Linked DNA regions of Xenopus laevis: region 2 is linked to region 1. The links are chromatin contacts, called in public Hi-C maps. All regions are on one chromosome and are shown on one strand. Each heading gives the region's core, a stretch centred on a gene start, on an enhancer-like site or on the middle of the called end of the contact. The rest is flanking DNA. Distances are from core to core; before and after follow the strand shown.

What was found. A called contact is a pair of places that touch in the nucleus more often than the background predicts.
Region 2: a contact with region 1 is called in a Hi-C map of the XTC cell line, with 1.8 times the contacts expected there. The contact joins two enhancer-like sites. A contact is called at or near these places in 2 of 4 Hi-C or Micro-C datasets (the XL177 cell line and the XTC cell line).

Annotation. Positions count from the first base shown.
Region 1 is chr4L:58,954,048-58,957,824 of Xenopus_laevis_v10.1, forward strand. The region is part of intron 2 of gse1.L (genetic suppressor element 1); the gene reads right to left. Among protein-coding and RNA genes, the nearest start is that of gins2.L, 50 kb to the left of the region's middle. Within about 2 kb of position 1,609, at least 4 of the 7 cell types and tissues checked have an H3K27ac peak or open chromatin away from gene starts, as enhancers often do.
Region 2 is chr4L:58,993,774-58,997,550 of Xenopus_laevis_v10.1, forward strand. The region is part of intron 2 of gse1.L (genetic suppressor element 1); the gene reads right to left. Among protein-coding and RNA genes, the nearest start is that of gins2.L, 90 kb to the left of the region's middle. Within about 2 kb of position 2,143, at least 1 of the 7 cell types and tissues checked has an H3K27ac peak or open chromatin away from gene starts, as enhancers often do.

The DNA.
Region 1 (3,777 bases), core at 359-2,858:
CACAACATACCAGCAGGTGTAACATGACAGCTGTAACACAGAAAAGATACTGGATACACAGATTCATGCAACATACACAAACTTGTATCTGAAGGTTTAATATGTCTCCAGGAATGCATTATAGCTGTGCCCTGAAAGTGTGCAGAACAATGAAATACCCCCAGTATGTACAGTATGCATGCACCTTTCCTGAGCAAAAACAATGTTTCTATACCTTTCAGACATAACTTGGGCTGTGTGTTTCCCAGAAGCCACTAGTTGAAGATGGCACACACAGAGATTCCATGGTAAGTCTATAAGAGATTAATTGCTTGCATTGCACTGATTTAGGGTCAGTCCACACGAGCAGATTCGGGGAGATTAGTCGCCCCAGCTGCCTTCCCCCTGCCCTCCGCCGGCTAAAATGAAATTCGCCTGCGGCCATTCACATGCGGCACTTTTTTTTCCAAAGTTGCTTTACAAGGAAACTTCGGAAAATGAAGCGCTGCATGTGAATTGCCGCAGGCAAGTTTTGGGGAGATTGTCGCCCCCGACCCAGCTCGTGTGGACTTACCCTTTGGAGTAGTCGCACCCACACAGCAGTCACCCTTTCTTCTTTGTTTTAACAAAGGGGTTTTCTGCGGATAAGGGGTTAAAAGCAAGCTCCCCATGTCTTACAACATCACTAGGGACATCTGCGCAGATCAATACCTGTCAGAGGGATAAGGGCAAGCAAAGGGTGAGAGAGACTCTGGAGAACAGAGGTGCTGATTAGCCCAGAGACAGCAGCACATACTACAGAGGCTGGGGGGGGGGGTGGAAGGATGTTGCAAACCTATTAACACATTCACAGCCAGACCCCTAAAACATATTTGTTTGCATTCAACACCTCTTGTACCGGATGAACTATTAAACCAAACACATTTCTGTACTGATACATTTTGTGTACACTGTAACAGAATTTTATGAAGGATATCCTGGTTCTATGTCCTGTATCAATTCCTTGTGAAATGACATTATGTCTGGGCCTCACGCGTTACCAGCTTGATTGTAAGCTTGGGGCAGAGCAGGATATATATATATATATATATATATATATATATATATATATATATATATATATATATATATATATATATATATCTATATATATATATATATATATATATATATAGATATATATATATATAGATATATATATATATATATATATAGATATATATATATATATATAGATATATATATATATAGATATATATATATAGATATATATATATATATATATATATATATATATATATATAGATATATAGCAGGACTATAATGCATAATCGTAGAGTACATAAAAAATTCAGCAGTTTGAATCAGTAAGTGAAGAGAGACTGACTAATGAATGTGGCTGTGGGAGATCAGGGTTAGCTGCCTTTAGGGCATGCAACGGGAAACAGAGGAGCTTGGAGAGGTGGAGCAGTAGCTGTTTATCTCTGGAGGGGAGGGGGGCTGATGAACCCCTCTCTGTCACACACATTCCAATTAACTTCTCCACAATAGGATCAGGAGAACAGACACAGCAGGTCTGTGGCATCTGAGATGTGCCCTGCAGGCAGGACAGAGGGAGGGAGAACAATTGATTATTTCAGGTCAGTAGTGTATATTTTCTAGCTACACAGATGAACACAGCTTCTGATACATCTATACAGTGCAAGGGTTGTCCTAGCTCCCTGCCCTCAATTACCTGGACAATGAAAGCTCAGGATCACGCTTAGTGTGTAAGCCACCAATCAAGGCTGCTGAGAACCATAGCCTGGAGCCATTACTGCATTCACGTCAGCCATAAATCTGCATTTTACAGGCATTTTACAGTTTCCCTGCTTGAAGCTGAAATAAGTTCAGACATAATCCACTTTTCATACTTCCAGAGAGTCCTAATGAAGCACTGGAAGAGTCATGTGGAAGAATGCTAGTGAATAAGAGGTTAACTAGTTAATAGGTGGCCATGGAATAGGAAGATACCAACATGAGAGGAGTTGCTGTTAACTCTCTGCTCTTAGGGCTAGTCCACACGGGGAGATAGCCCTGCGTTTGCGGTCGCGGCGACAAAGCGCCGCGCCAGTCGCCGCGACCGGCGCAGGCGACAGTTTTGTATGGGCGCCTATGTAAAAACGCCTGTGCTAACCACACGAGGCGATGCGCTTTTCAACAGTCGCCTGAAAAAGCCTGGCGAGGCATTTTCAGGCGACTGTTGAAAAGCGCATCGCCTCGTGTGGTTAGCACAGGCGTTTTTACATAGGCGCCCATACAAAACTGTCGCCTGCGCCGGTCGCGGCGACTGGCGCGGCGCTTTGTCGCCGCGACCGCAAACGCAAGGCTATCTCCCCGTGTGGAATAGCCCTTACCTGCTGGTTTGGACCACGGGCCGATTGCACGAATAGCCAAATGTTGAACCTGTATATATTATAACTGACTGACTGTGCCATGGGCCAAATAATCAACCCCAGGATGTCTAACATGGTTTAGCAGTTTAGAGTGAGTAAGAAAGCTTAGCAAACTAAAGGAAACAACTCAAGAGTATTACATAAAAATCTAATAGAACATAACAGTGGGAATCAGTGTGGCAGAACAATCTTTCACCAACAGAAGGTGATATTCTACTGATATATATACATAAAACATGTTAAACTAGTTAGTGTTCTGCACACACAACAAACTGGAATGCTAAAATATGTGACTCTGAAGAGCAGCCAATGGCAAAGCCAGCATGGAACCTTCACAACATTACAGTGAGTGCCAAGAGGCATCTCTTCCTAAAGGTGCAATAATCACTGGATCAGACCTAGGTTGTGTATAAATCTTCCACATCAAGCTCAAGTGAACAACTTGTGCTCAAGAAGGGGTAAAACCATGTGGTGTTTCTGTGAGAACCCCTTTATCTGGCACTCCCAAGGCAATCTTGACTTAGCAAATGAAATGGCAACTGACCCTGACATTATTTGAATATGCAAATCTTTTGATCTGGAGTCAGATGTGCTACTGTTGAGCCACGGGATAAACCATGTGGTATCAAGGAGCTGTACGAGTACCTCCAACAATCTTACCTGATGTTCAGCATCTTGAAAAGTCAGAAGCACTAAGCAGTCACTGTGATATACATTTATGCCAGCCCTATAATATCTGGTGCTAAAAAGCTCATCTGATAAGCAATAAAGTACAGTAAGGTGCAATACTGTTGAAAAAAAAAATTGCCAGTTCCAATATATAACACATAATTCCAACTGCCAATGAAATGGGTTTTGTGCCTCAAAGGTTTGTGTTCCATATACAAAATCACAAGCACAGCTGTTTACTTGCAGCCTATCAGAATCAGCCTTCCCATGATGTCAGCAGCAACATCGTGCAGGCTTCTGGCCTATCAGAAACAGCCTTCCCATGATGTCAACAGCATCATGCAGGCTTGCGGCCTATCAGAAACAGCCTTCCCATGATGTCAGCAACAGCATTATCCAATTATCTCGGGACACTGGGAAATAAAGCTAGCTTTTCAGTCCAGTAAGCTGCACTTTATAATGTCACAAAGCCTCAAGGTAAAAGTACCTCACACACAAGGAAGAGCTGCCATATTTGTTTACTCTCATCTTCAGCAGACATAAGCTTTCGCTCTTGCAGTTGGTGTTTATGGAAGGCTCTTCAATGGAAGCATCCAGCCACAAAACAAATACAAGTTTGCTTGCTCAGAACTACTTAAAATTAATTTTGGGAAAATATATTAGAAATAAACCCTAATTACATAGAGGGCTTTTC
Region 2 (3,777 bases), core at 893-3,392, 40 kb after region 1:
TCGATCTTTTTCAGCCTATCACCCGTCATGTAGAAAACACGCCTGCGTTTTTTGGGACTTAGAAAAAATTTTGACTTTTTTTGAAACAATCCCTATCTACTCTATTGCGCTTCGCCAGGTCTGAGGTGGCGAAGGAAGTCTAGCGTAAAAGGTGGCGTTCGCTACACTGCGCAAGTTAGTGAATTTGCGTAGTTTCGTCGCTAGCGAAGATTCGCCTGGCATAAGGTTGCGAAGTAACACTAGCGAAACTACACCAGCGTTCGTTAGTGAATTTGCGCAGTAGCGAAAATGGCCAACGCTAGCGTTCGGCGCTTCGCGCTTTAGTGAATTTGCCCCTATATAGGGTTTCACATTATTAGTACATGAAAGTTGGCCATAGTACATGAAACAGTGGCAGATCTACTTGTCTGGTTGACGACTTCTTCAACTGGAACATCACCCCTGCAAGGTGTAAGGTTCATTAAAAGAAAAATTTTTTTACAAAGTTTTTTTTCATTTCCTTTACTTACATACATACATACATATCTCCCAACACTTTGGAAACAGAAAGAGAGACAAAAAGATTTGGCGCATGGAGTGCGGCAACACTTTTGACCATGCCCATTTTTGTGGCCACACCCCCTAATTACCATGTTCATTTTACAACATTTGCCAGGTTATGAAAGTTTGAACACATTTTTGTGGTTTTTATGTGTTACTACAGTTTTGTTAATGAAGGTGAATTGACCTTTAAGCTGCAAGTCACAGTTTCCCCAAGAGATCTGCTTATCTTAAATTGTTACAATTGCTTCTTTGCCTATCTTAAATTGTTACAAATCTAAGTGGACTTGGCACATATTCTGGACTTTCTGCCAAAAGCCAATTAAGTTAGAAACTTTGTATCTTTTTTTGGCTGTTCGGTGCAAGAGATCAAAGAGACTGGACATTTCAGTAACAATCCAGGACTGGGGGTTTGAGCTGTCACATCGAGACTGTCCCACGAAAAATAGGACAGTTGGGAAGTTGCGTTGCCCTTGTTGTTAATTTAGTATTTAGGCTCTTCTCTGACACACAGCTGATCAAAACAAATGTAAGTCAGCCATATTTGAATTAGGAAGTCCCCCCTGCATTGCTTTCATCAAAGCACTAACGTTGCACTGGCAAAACAGAAACATTGTGATTTGCAGCACAGAAAATCATTTGTAAACATTCACAGGGATGTCACCTTTACTCCTAACAGCATCTCTGAGAATCCCACAGGAATATGGGGCATGATAATGCAACAAGGCCCATGTGGGAGGCTATTACAGTTTCCCAGCTAGGCTGAGATCCTTCAAATAACACATCACAGGAACCACAAACAGTCTCTCTCCACTCCTTCTATAGCACCGATCTGGCTGCCTAAATGACACAAAATGATAGTGAATGAAGTGCAATCTGAGCAGCAGGCTACCCATTCTGACTATTGAAAGGGGGAAATCAGACCTCGGGGAGTCGGTGTAGAATAAAAGGCTCACAGAAAAAAAAAACAGAGCACTTTGAAACACAGCACATCACAGCCTCTCATTACTGTCTCCCTTTGCTCTTTTTGGGCCTTTCAAGACAGAGACTCACTCCTTTGAAAACGACCACAGGTAGCTGTAAAAAGCAATCCCATGTGCCCTGTATGGGAGGTGTCGCTCTAAAGGCTGCAGTGCAATTTCAATCTCTGGCCAGTTGAGAGCTTGTATGCTGTATGGTCCCACGCAGCTGAATATGTACAGCCATTAAATAATAATGATAATCACACAGCTGATGGCAAAATGGGGTATCAGCGCCTGACAGAGATGGGAAATTCAAGAGATGTTTCTTTCTGTTAACCCATTTGCTTGCAGTTGATTCTGACTTTAGAAAGCCAGTAGCCCTCCTGAGCCTAAAAGCCAAATGATCACCTCTCTTCCAAGCAGTATATACATCACATACTCTAAAATATAGAGCATTTGTTTTAAGTGAAAAGTGAGAAACATATTGGGATGATGCCACAGTCAACATTTAATCTTTAATATTGTATTTACGTCAGAAAAAAACACCAGTTAAAAGCACAACTTACACAGCTTTCAGGATGTTATGGGAGGGATATGGTGCAGGCTAAAGTAATGCTGGAGATGCACACCTTCCATACAAGCAGCACATGAGTGTGTAAGAAACTAAATTTAATTTTATTTGCCCGGACAGACAGGCTACTAAGTCTATGCCCCAGAAGTCTCCTGTGAAATTAGGGAAGGTTTAGTCCTAATATGAGTAGTTACATAAACACTGCATATAGGACAAGGACCTCTCACAATTTCTTTGAGTCTCTCCTTCCTTTTATTAACCAAATGGTGCAAAATGCCTTTTTAGTTAGAACCTTTGGATCTGTCATTGCCAAGCAGCAGAACACTTAAATCACTACATAAAATTAATACATACCAACTTTCTTAAGTGCTAGCTGGCCTTCTGGAGGTGGAAGAGTCAACAAACAGGTTTTGGAAACACTTTGATGTGGTCCTCTGCTCTGCCCTTCCCCCGATCCAATTGTAGATCTGGCCTCCAAACGTTCAGACCAATTTGGTCTACCATGCAGATGACTAAAGATGGCCATACACAGGGAGATCCATCGCCAAACGAGCGGATCTCTCCCAGATATGCCCACAATGAAGTTGACAATATCAGGTTGATCAGATTGTGGGCCCTAGGGCCCAATATTCAGATCAGAATGGAGGCCGACGGGATTTTTTACCCTGCCTGATCGGCATCTGGCTCACACAGGGGCAAATAAGCTGCCGACTCAGTCTGTCAGCAGCTTTTATCGGCCCGAGTATGGAGGCTTTTTATCCAGCAAAGATCTAATCTTTTATTGGCCTTTCCAAATGAGCAGATCTATTAGGTCTTTTGGTATTTAATCAACCTACTCTACTTTACAGTTGAGACACGTCTAGTTTATGGAAACAAGGGTCTGCTCACCTGGCTGCTCCACACCAAGGTGTCAGTTTTCGATCATGCATGGGGCCCAAATGTTAATCTGTCCAACCAATATATGCTATGGACTGGCCAGATATCTATTGGCCAGGTTTGAGAAAGGCTTGCACAAAGTGGTCTGCAGTGGTCCTTATTGCATTAAGCCCAATTTAGCACACCATCTGGGTGGGTAGCTTAACTGTGGCTAAACTGTTTGGGTCACCTAAAGGAACACCCTGAAGAACACCTTTTCATTACTTGTATAATCAGGTAAAAGACAGCATCCACATATGCAGAAAAATGCAATAATTTTTGAATGAATTAACTTTTTTTTAGAACAAGGAGATACATCACCGTTTAATAACGTCATTTCATCTAAGCAGCATGAGTCTAGAACTGTATGTTCACAAGCTAGGGGGTTGATAATTTAACTCCATTGGTATCATCATGAGGCACAAAGCACAGGGCTAAATCGAAATCTCAGACCTGCACACGTGGGCTCTCCAGATTACTAGGACAGCTAATTATTGGATGCTGGGAGAAGGAATGAGTAAAAGATTTTGCTGCAAAAAAAAGTGCATATAGATTCTAGATTTATAGTGACAAAAATGTTGCACTGTTTGTAAACTGTTGTATGAAAAACGCCCATTGACATCAATGTGTTGGCCATTTCGCAAATTTCAGCGAAACTGGTCATCACTAGCTGGGAACTGTAGTTCTAAATATCTGAAGTGCATAAGCGTTCCTATCCTTGATGTAAATAATGCCTTGGCAGGAAAAATTGCTGAAAATGGAGCTGTATTAGGAACAATGGCAGTGAAC